2 separate regions of the Mus musculus genome follow, and region 1 is linked to region 2. Evidence: chromatin contacts called from public HiChIP or PLAC-seq data. All regions are on one chromosome and are shown on one strand. The core of a region is the stretch at or near the end of the contact, and the rest is flanking DNA. Distances in the headings are between cores, read along the strand shown. Region 1 holds the start of Efnb3 (ephrin B3). Region 2 overlaps Dnah2 (dynein, axonemal, heavy chain 2).

Evidence for each region. HiChIP or PLAC-seq counts read pairs in DNA pulled down with a chosen protein or histone mark.
Region 1: an H3K27ac HiChIP or PLAC-seq map of embryonic stem cells shows a contact between it and region 2, with 5 read pairs. The contact joins the promoter of Efnb3 here to the enhancer-like site in region 2. A contact is called at or near these places in 8 of 39 promoter capture datasets (the 3T3-L1 cell line, 3T3-L1-derived adipocytes, cranial neural crest and 4 more), 1 of 115 datasets of contacts at active chromatin or transcription factors (embryonic stem cells) and 3 of 9 other capture datasets (adipose tissue, liver and pancreatic islet).

The regions. Positions count from the first base shown.
Region 1 is chr11:69,558,634-69,562,894 of GRCm38.p6, reverse strand. Efnb3 (ephrin B3) reads left to right here and starts at 2,658. Exons shown (of 5, transcript NM_007911.5): 1 at 2,658-3,203. The coding sequence starts at 3,082. Wrap53 (WD repeat containing, antisense to Trp53) reads left to right here. Exons shown (of 10, transcript NM_144824.3): 7 at 38-246; 8 at 398-501; 9 at 636-773; 10 at 876-1,141. The coding sequence ends at 1,116.
Region 2 is chr11:69,468,141-69,472,913 of GRCm38.p6, reverse strand. The region is part of intron 39 of Dnah2 (dynein, axonemal, heavy chain 2); the gene reads left to right. Among named protein-coding and RNA genes, the nearest start is that of Kdm6b, 54 kb to the right of the region's middle. Within about 2 kb of position 3,438, at least 16 of the 459 cell types and tissues checked have an H3K27ac peak or open chromatin away from gene starts, as enhancers often do. A contact at or near this core is called in embryonic stem cells, where this site is marked.

The sequences.
Region 1 (4,261 bases), core at 1,409-3,908, 91 kb before region 2:
ACGCCCTGTACTAACTGTTCTCTTGTTTCCTCCACAGCCAAAAAGCAGGGCCAGAGCGGTATCATCTCCTGTATAGCCTTCAGTCCATCCCAGCCCCTCTATGCCTGTGGCTCCTACGGCCGCACCATAGGCCTGTATGCCTGGGATGATGGTTCGCCTCTTGCCTTGCTGGGAGGCCACCAAGGGGGTATCACCCACCTTTGCTTTCACCCTGATGGCAATCTCTTCTTCTCGGGAGCCCGAAAGGTATTGGTCAGAGCCCAAAGCATGTGGGTAGTCAGGAGTGGGGATGTTGTCTGTAACGTGTTAAAATGTGCCAAGTTTGAGGGACTCAGGGAGGCTGAGGTGGAGTCAGCAGAGAGAGTGGCTGACTCCAGACCCCTGTTCTTATCTTTAGGATGCTGAACTTCTGTGCTGGGATCTCCGGCAGCCAGGCCACCTCCTGTGGTCTCTGAGTCGGGAAGTGACCACTAATCAGCGCATCTACTTTGATCTGGACCCGTAAGTGGCTCTGGCCCCTTCCAGGCTCAAGCAAGGATGTCAGAATGCTGCCGTAGGGGTCTAGGCCACTACATAGGAATGGCTTCTACCCCAAGGGTCATGCCTGTCTGCTACAAATCTCCCGTCTTTCCCAGGAGCGGTCAGTTCCTAGTGAGCGGCAACACCAGTGGAGTTGTCTCTGTGTGGGATATCAGTGGAGCTCTTAGTGACGACAGCAAGCTGGAACCCGTGGTGACTTTTCTGCCTCAGAAGGACTGCACCAACGGAGTCAGGTCCTCATTCCCTGAAGGAGCTTGGGGCTAGGGTTTGGGAGGAAGGTGGGTTTCTTGGGTATTATCTTGAACTAGGTGCTGACCGACTGCTCTCTTCTCCAGCCTTCACCCTACCTTGCCTCTACTGGCCACTGCTTCTGGCCAGCGCGTGTTCCCTGAGCCCACCAATAGCGGGGATGAAGGTGAGCTGGAGCTGGAGCTTCCTCTGCTCTCCCTGTGCCACGCCCATCCCGAATGTCAGCTTCAGCTCTGGTGGTGTGGAGGGGGACCTGACCCCAGTAGCCCTGTTGACGACCAGGATGAAAAGGGACAAAGAAGGACAGAGGCTGTGGGGATGAGTTAATATAAAGACTTTGTGTCACACTGGAGTCATTGTGTCTGTTCGGGGTGGCACGTGACTGGTGGTAGTAGGTTCCTTTGTCCGGCATCTGTGGGGTCTGGCATATTGTTCCCAAAACCAAGGGGCTGAGGGGTGGGACCAGGCAGGAGCCAATGAGGTGCTGAGCATGGTGTGAAGTCAAGCAGGTGGGGGTGGGGTCTCATGCCATTGACTGTGTGGTTGCTAGGCAACTTGGTAAACTGAGGAGCAAACCTGTTTAAAATCTCACTCCTGAGGTGGCTGCATCAGGGGTCAGAGTGAGCTGGCCTGAGCAGGGGTGGCAGACGATTGAGTGTGACTGTGAGACTAAGCAGACAGTGACAGACAGACAAGTCAGTGCTGATGGCTGCACACCGCCCTGTTTACTATCATGCAGCTGCAGAAGAGAAGGGTGCAAGACACGGTGTCCCACTGCACCCCAGTAGGCAAAGGAAGGACACACAGGAAGGAGCAAACAGAAAAACAGCTGCTTCTTATTGGACTCCCTCTAGACTGCGGCGCACGCTCGGGCAAGGGGCTTGCTCGGTAGTTCTTCGTGCTTCTCCATCTGTCCACTCTCCCTCCTCCCCACACACCTTGTCAAATACCCAGAATGAGAGTCTTTGAAGAGATGCTGTCAACGGGGCCATGGTGGGGACCACAGTCAAAGGGAAAGGAGCAGCCTGTGGAGGATTGGGCTGGAAGGAGAGGAATGTCGCCCCTGCCGGGAGGTGCTGAAAGCCTTGCTTCTTACACCCAAGAAGGCAGCTCCTCCCTTCCCCCAGGATAATTGGAAACAGCCTTTCCTGTGGATTGCTGCTTTGGGGTTATAGGTACCCCCTTTCCTCTCCCAGTCATACTTTTCTCCGTGATCACCCAAGAAGGGCCAAAATTTACTACTCCCTGGTCTCTTCGTCTAATCCACAGAAAACAGTAAAGGGTCCAAGAAACCGTGACAAAATGAACCCCAGGAAAGGGGGAGTTCAGCAGCCTAGATTGTGTCTTCGGGGTTTTCCTAAACTCCCCGTGTGACCTTGGGCAAGTCACGGGGTCCCCTCTCAACCTGGATAGCTCTACCCCCTCCCACTTCACACAGGTAGCCCATCAACTTAGCGTTACTTTGTGAAGTGCCTAGCCTTCAAGGTTATCATTATCCTCTCCAGACCGCCTGGAAAGCCGCGGTGTTGTTTTGGAATGGGAGAGGAGTAGGCTGCGGGGAGCAAAGGGGGAAGGTTTTTTCGGGGTGGAGAGGGCAAGAGCCTTTCTGGATGCTAGCGAGGAAGATTCCAAACGCTCGGGCAATCGGAGGGCAGGAAGGAAAGCAAGTAGAAACTCAGCCAGAGACGGACACTGCCAGAGACAAAGGGGGCGTGAGAGACCGCGCCGGGCAGCGAGGCGGGGTGGCGGACGGGAGGTGTGCGAGGTGAGGGAGGTGTGGGGGGCGTGGGCCGCGGGATGCGACGCCCGCTCCGACTGTGCTCCAGCTCCGGTTTTTCCCTCCACCATGCTCTCCCCCTCCCCGCCTCTCCTTTAACTCCCCCCTCCTGGGCTCGGGACTGGTTTCCTCCCTTAGCCCGCTGCCCTCAATCCCGGCGAGGCTGGGGCTCCAGCTCGGTGTCTCCTTCTTCGCTCCCTTGCCCGGCGCCTCATGTTGCCCCCGCCCGGCCCTCGGCTCCCCATGTCCCCCACGTAGCGGGGCGCACAAATCCCGAGGTGCGGCGCGTGGGCCGGGGGCGCGTAAGGCGCCTGCAGACGGCCCCTGCAAGGGTTCTTGTGGGGCTGAGCGCTCTGGAGCCGGGGAGCAAGCATCGCAGAAAAGAGGGTCCTTGTGGGAGCTGGGGGTGACTAGCCACCCACCAGGGTGACTGGGGTTCCACAGCGTGGTAGCCACCCCTGGGGGTGAGAGACTTTGGGGGAGTTGGTGCCCCGCCCCCAGGCCTTGGTAGGGTCATGGGGGCCCCCCATTTTGGGCCAGGGGGTGTGCAAGTCGGGGCCCTGCTGCTGTTAGGTTTTGCGGGGCTGGTATCTGGACTCAGCCTGGAGCCTGTCTACTGGAACTCGGCGAATAAGAGGTGAGTGGTTGGGACTGAGGAGATTCCAGTCCCATGGATAAGGGATATGGAAGCTTTGAGACTAACCGGGCTAGGATTCTGAGCTGAGAGGGGGCTGGCAGAAGGGTGCTTGCTGTAGCGCTGAGGTGAGGTGACAGGTTACAAGACAGAGCAATGATCTTGAGAGCCAGACTCCTAGTCTCACAGAGCTGGTTGTGGGTGGTGATACCATGTGTCAGGAGTTGGGAGATCTTAAAGGGGCAAAGATAAAGTTCACGGGCAGGGGGAGGGCAATGGAGTGGCTATTTGGCTCTGGAGGAGACCTGTGTCATCTGCGTTGAAGGGAGCCTGGTTAATGTCAGCTCTCGGGAGAGAGGTGCTGAATGGGTGCTGCTGAGGCACTGAGGAGAAGGGCAGGGACACCTAGCTCCCAGGAGGCACTCGGTGTTGCAGATGAGGGGGAAGGGGGTTCAGTTTGGGGCTATAGAACAACCCACCCAAGGTTCCTTGACTCTCAGTCTGTGTTCCCAACTGGTGTTCACAGCCAGAGGACTAGTTGACCCTTTGGTTGAACAGTTTGGCAACTAGAACATGGTCCTGTCTTCCTGGTTTGGTGGACTCTTTCTGGAGGCCCCTCAAAGCCCCCTCCTTCTCTCCTGCCACTGGGAGTCCTGAGGGTGCCACTGGCCTCTCCAGTCATCTTGACCGACCGCAAACTCTCCCATCGGGGACTCCGGTCCCTGACATGCTAGCTTTGCTTGGAAAGAGGCCAAGGGTCAGTCAGTCACACAGGGCAGACAGAACCTCTGGGAGGCCATCTAAGTGATTTGTCTCCATGACATTTCCTATCCCCACCAGCCCAAGAGTTCTGTGTTTCAGAAACTTCCTCCTTCGCTGGGGCGGTTGTGAGAGGTCATGGGAGGGGGGAGTGGACCTGAGACTTTATCAGGCACTTGGTCTTAACACTAGCCCTGCTCTTTGCAGAAAGCTGTGTGGTCTTAGGCATGTCACTTAACCTCTCTGAGTTTGTATCTTCAGTCCTTACAGCTGTTATGAGGATTGGAGGCAAGGTATTTGGA
Region 2 (4,773 bases), core at 2,189-4,688:
ATTTCATGAGTAACTGTGCATCTGAGAACAGGAAGTGTGACTGTCCTGAACTTCTGTCACTCATTAGGTGTGACTTTGAATGACACAGTTGGCTCCACCTAGGACCCACACAAACAGCTTCCTCTCTGACTCATCTCCTTCTGGAGTCCTGGCTCACCGACACTTACTTACTTACTTACTTTCCTACTTAATTAATTAATTTAGAGGTGGGGTGTTACTATGTAACCCTGGCTGACCCACCCGGAACTCCCTATATAGACCAGGCTGGCCTCCTGCTAACAGGGGTTGATTGGCCTACTGCCTCACCATGGGTCACCATGTCGGGCTCAGGTAACTTCAACTCAGCAGATCCTTGAAATCACTGAAAGCCCAGCTACCCTGACTGGATCCACTAGCCCTCGCCCACCTCGCCTCCTGTCCTCATGGTGGGAACTTTGAAGAGAGTCTCTGGGAGCTCTGTGGTGTGTGAGAGCAGAGGAACAGAGGAGGGGCAGAGGCGTCCCCTCCTCGTGTTCGTCCACACACTCTGAGCTGTCCTTTCAGTTGAAACTGCTAAATGCTGGATTAAAAAATTCAAAGAAATATGTCCTTTTTTATTACATTGCTTAGATGGCAAGAATTCTAGGGGCCTTGGTGTGGTGACAGTGAGTGAAGGGACTTTGTGAGGCAAGTAGGTTCCAATGCTGTTTTCCTGCCGTGGAATTTTGTCAGTCTAAGGCACCAGGAGTTGGAAGGCAAGCAGCCCAAGCCTGAAGGTGGAACAACGTAAAGCCCACTGTTATAGAAGTCAGGCTACAGGGACTCACCCTCCCCATCAACTGATGGGAAGGACAACTTACAACCTAGGAAGATCTGTGCTTGTCCAAGCCCTGGTGGTGGCAGGGAGGGGGTCAAAGGATTCCTGCAGTCTCTTCAGCTCAGCCTCACGCTGTCCACAGTCAGCATTCACTCTATGGTGTAAAGTCTCAAGCTTCACCTGCAGGGCAGGAGAAGGGGGTGTCCGTTGTCAGTGCCCCCAGGCGACTGGTGGGAGCAAAGGGAAGAATGGCTTCTGGAGGAGCTCAGTCCAGAAGAGCCCTGAAGGCAGCACCAGCCTGACCGCTGCGGATGGAGGTTGGGAAAAGGAGCTGTTCGCTGAAGCCAGCTAGAGTTGTGTAACAGGACTCTGTCCCAGGAGAAGAAAGGAGCTGTATCTCTAAGATCTGGTGTCTTAATGGCCCCGGGTGACAGAGCCTCCCCTGCTGAGTAGAGGTGTCGAGCCTGAGGAACAGCAGGCAGGAGAGGAATGAGTCAGATTAACCAGTACTGAGGGAACGTTTGCAGACTAGATGCTTTCTTTCATCTCTCGGCTTAAAGAATTGAGGCATCCAGACAGGCAAGTGAAAGTATTCATTCTCTCCGGGGAATTCTTCTGACCCAAGAAGAATGACAGGGACATGGCATAAAGATCCCAAGTGCACTGTCGCCTGCAGGAGCCCCACACACCCAGCCATATAAACAGAAAATGGGAGTAGAGGTAGGAGAATCAGGAATTCAGGGCTAACCTTGGCTACATAAGGAATTTGAGGGTAGCCTGGTCTAGAATACACACACACACACACACACACACACACACACACACACACACACGACAGAGAGAGAGAGAGAGAGAGAGAGAGAGAGAGAGAGAGAATATGAATATGAATGGATGATGTAAGGAAAACCAAAGCTCGCTGAACAACCTGAGAGAAGAGCTCTGGTAGGAAGGCCATTAGGTGTTACTAGTGGGAGGGAGGAGGCAAGGGAGGAGAGGGGATGTTGAGCCAAATCCCTGAGACAAGAGACTTTTTTAAATGCAGGGCAACAGACAGTATGGTAAAGAGTTTGAAGGAAAGTATTAGCCCTGGGAGAAGCAAGGAGTCTACTTTGTAAGGGTTTCTGAGAAGAGGGGTGGTCTTGTATCACAAGGAAGCAGGCTTAGTCAATGTATGATGTGTGACCTATGGTCTGCGACAGAAGTAAGGGACTGGGCACATTGCCATTCACGCCACACGGCAGGAGTCACTCTCGATAGGAGGTGGGGGCTTAGTTAATGTGTGACCCAGAAAAGGTGATGGCAGTGAGACTGACCCCCCTTCCCTCCAGCCTGCACCCCACCGTGCGTGTGCGTGTGCGTGTGCGTGTGCGTGTGCGTGTGTGTGTGTGTGTGTGTGTGTGTGTGTGTAGGGGGTGTGCTGGGGCTGGGCTTGTCCTTGTCTGGCTTGCATACCTATCTGCTTAGGACTTGGTTACCTGCAGGGCCTAGGTTCCCTAACAAAAGAACCCGAACAAACAAGAAAGAGCCTGGTGGAGAAATAGATAGGCCAAGGAGAGGAAATACAAAGCAAACCATCAATGGCCTCTGCTGGGGAGTGGTGGGCATCTCTGCAGACACAGGGACTCTGGGGGTGAGGAGGATAGCCGGTCCCCTCTATGCATTCAGGTCAGCCTGGGCCACCAAGACTCCACCCTGAACAATGATCAGAATTATCCAAGTGAAATTCTAATGAAATGCTATTAAGAAAGGACTATGGCAGACAAAGGGGAGAAGAGATAGGATTTAAAGGAAAATCTAGGTGAGATAACATTCAAACAATTTCAAAAGTCACAGAGAAGAGCATGGAGGGATGAGGTCCTTGCTCACAGCTAAAGGAAATCCCACATAAACGTGGACTAGAACAGTCCTTTAACAGGCTGCCCCTGGGAAATTCTAGATATTGAACAAGAAGACTATTTCAGCTGTTTCCAAGGAGGAAAAGAAAAAAGAGGCAAGAGACTAAAAACAACCACAAACCAGGCTGTTCTGTGTCTCAACAATAATGTTAAGTATGCTAATAATGGAGCAGCCTTCAAAATTCCAGGGGTAAATAATTTCTGACTTCAAATTCTGTCTCATCCAACCTATCTTATAGAAGGCTAGATCAGCTACACTTTCAATTATGCTTATTTCAAACAAACAAAAAGCCTCTAATATGTTCATGAGCCGAGAGAATGTGGCCTCACTAAAGTGTAGGTACAGACTATGAAAAGTTAGCAGAGAAGCAGACACAGGAATACCATTCGTTCAAGAGAAGCTTAAATAAAGCTTCAGGGGTTGGTCAACAGAGAGCCCAAGATGGCAGTCACAGGGTGAGCAGAGAGACAGAAGGCAGTAGGAGGAGATCAAGGCTATCAAGCCTCTTCAGTGCGTGAACCCTTCCTCTATTGATAAATAAAATCCAAAGGCTTCAGGAGTGTGTCTAACAGAGAAATTGATAAGTGATGTGACCATCATTCAGACACTCTTAATTAACTAGCAGAGTTTGGAGTTAGCTTTGTGATAAGGATCTTGAAACCCAGGTAAGCAACAGGCACAGAATCTGTTAGCGCCCTCGGGGCAAACACGCCATCTGGAAGAAAAGTCCCCGCCCTGACGGTAATCCTCGGGAGTGTCTCCTACATGAGACACACCTGAAGCTGAAGGACAAAGGCTTGGGAGTCTCAGGGGAGGAGGTCTGCCAGATCGCTACGCATCCAGAGAGAGCTGGGGAAGCCAAGACAGACAGACAGACAGCACAGCCTTCAAGGCAAAACGCTTTACTGGAAATACAAAGTCACCTCAAGATAAAAAAAAAAAAAAAAAAAAAGGTTCAGATTGTCCAGGAAGATAAAATAGATTGAATTTGGATGTACTTAAGATGCAGACTCAAAAGAACTAAAGCTAAATTGGCTGAGATGTCAGGAGAAATAGATAAACCCATAGAATAGAGGCGGGTTTTAACCTCTTAGTAAGTAAACCAGGCTGACTGAAATTTACGGTCATGGAAGATTTGAACAACACAACGGACAACTTTGAGTTGATTCATAGTTGATTCATAAAGAGCATATAGACACTGAACATGTAAAGGCCATGAGTCTGCCTCAAAAACTTGAAGGCACCCATTCAGCATATGTATTCTGACTACAGTGATAACTACCCTTTTCAGACAAAGCAAGCTTTGCATTTTTATTTATTATTATTATTATTAGTGTGTGTGTGTGTATGTGTGCATGTGAAAGAGTGTGTGTGCATGATCTATGTGTATGGGCATGCCTGCCATAGCACATGTGTGGAGGCTAGAGGGCAGCTTTGTGGAGTTGGCTATGAATGACCAGAGTCAGCACAGGACACAGCAGCAAGACTAAGTTCTCAGCACCACGGGAGATTTATTTGCCCCAGAGGGACAAAGGGCAGGGAATCAGAGACAGATGAGGGTGAGAATGAGGGAGAAGAGAAAAGGAACAAGGGAGAGGGGGAAAGCATAGTTGCTCTGGAAGGACAATGGACTGCCTCTGGATGGAGAGAAGACAGATGCGGCCCCATAGGCAAATGACAGTTTATAAATGGGGGAGAAGAACCCAGTGTTAGGACGAGTTGGTTAATTTTGATTTTGAGGAGTTTGGTTTGGTCAGCACAGCATTCAAGGTGTAGGGGTGTCTCAGATATCTTGCCCAGTATTAGCAGCAGGATGTGGCCTTTTCTTCCAGACTATGCTGAAGCTGGCTGGACCTTGGTGGTCAGCTACCTTTTATATTTACATGGGCTCTGGGGGGGTCAAAACCCCAGATCACCATGCTGGCATAGCAAATGCCCTTGGCCTCGGCACCATCTTGCCATCCCTAAAGCAAACTATAGAAAGATACAACATTAAAAAGTTAAGGAAAGGGGCTGGAGAGATGGCTCAGTGGTTAAAGAGCACTGACTGCTCTTCCAAAGGTCCGAAGTTCAAATCCCAG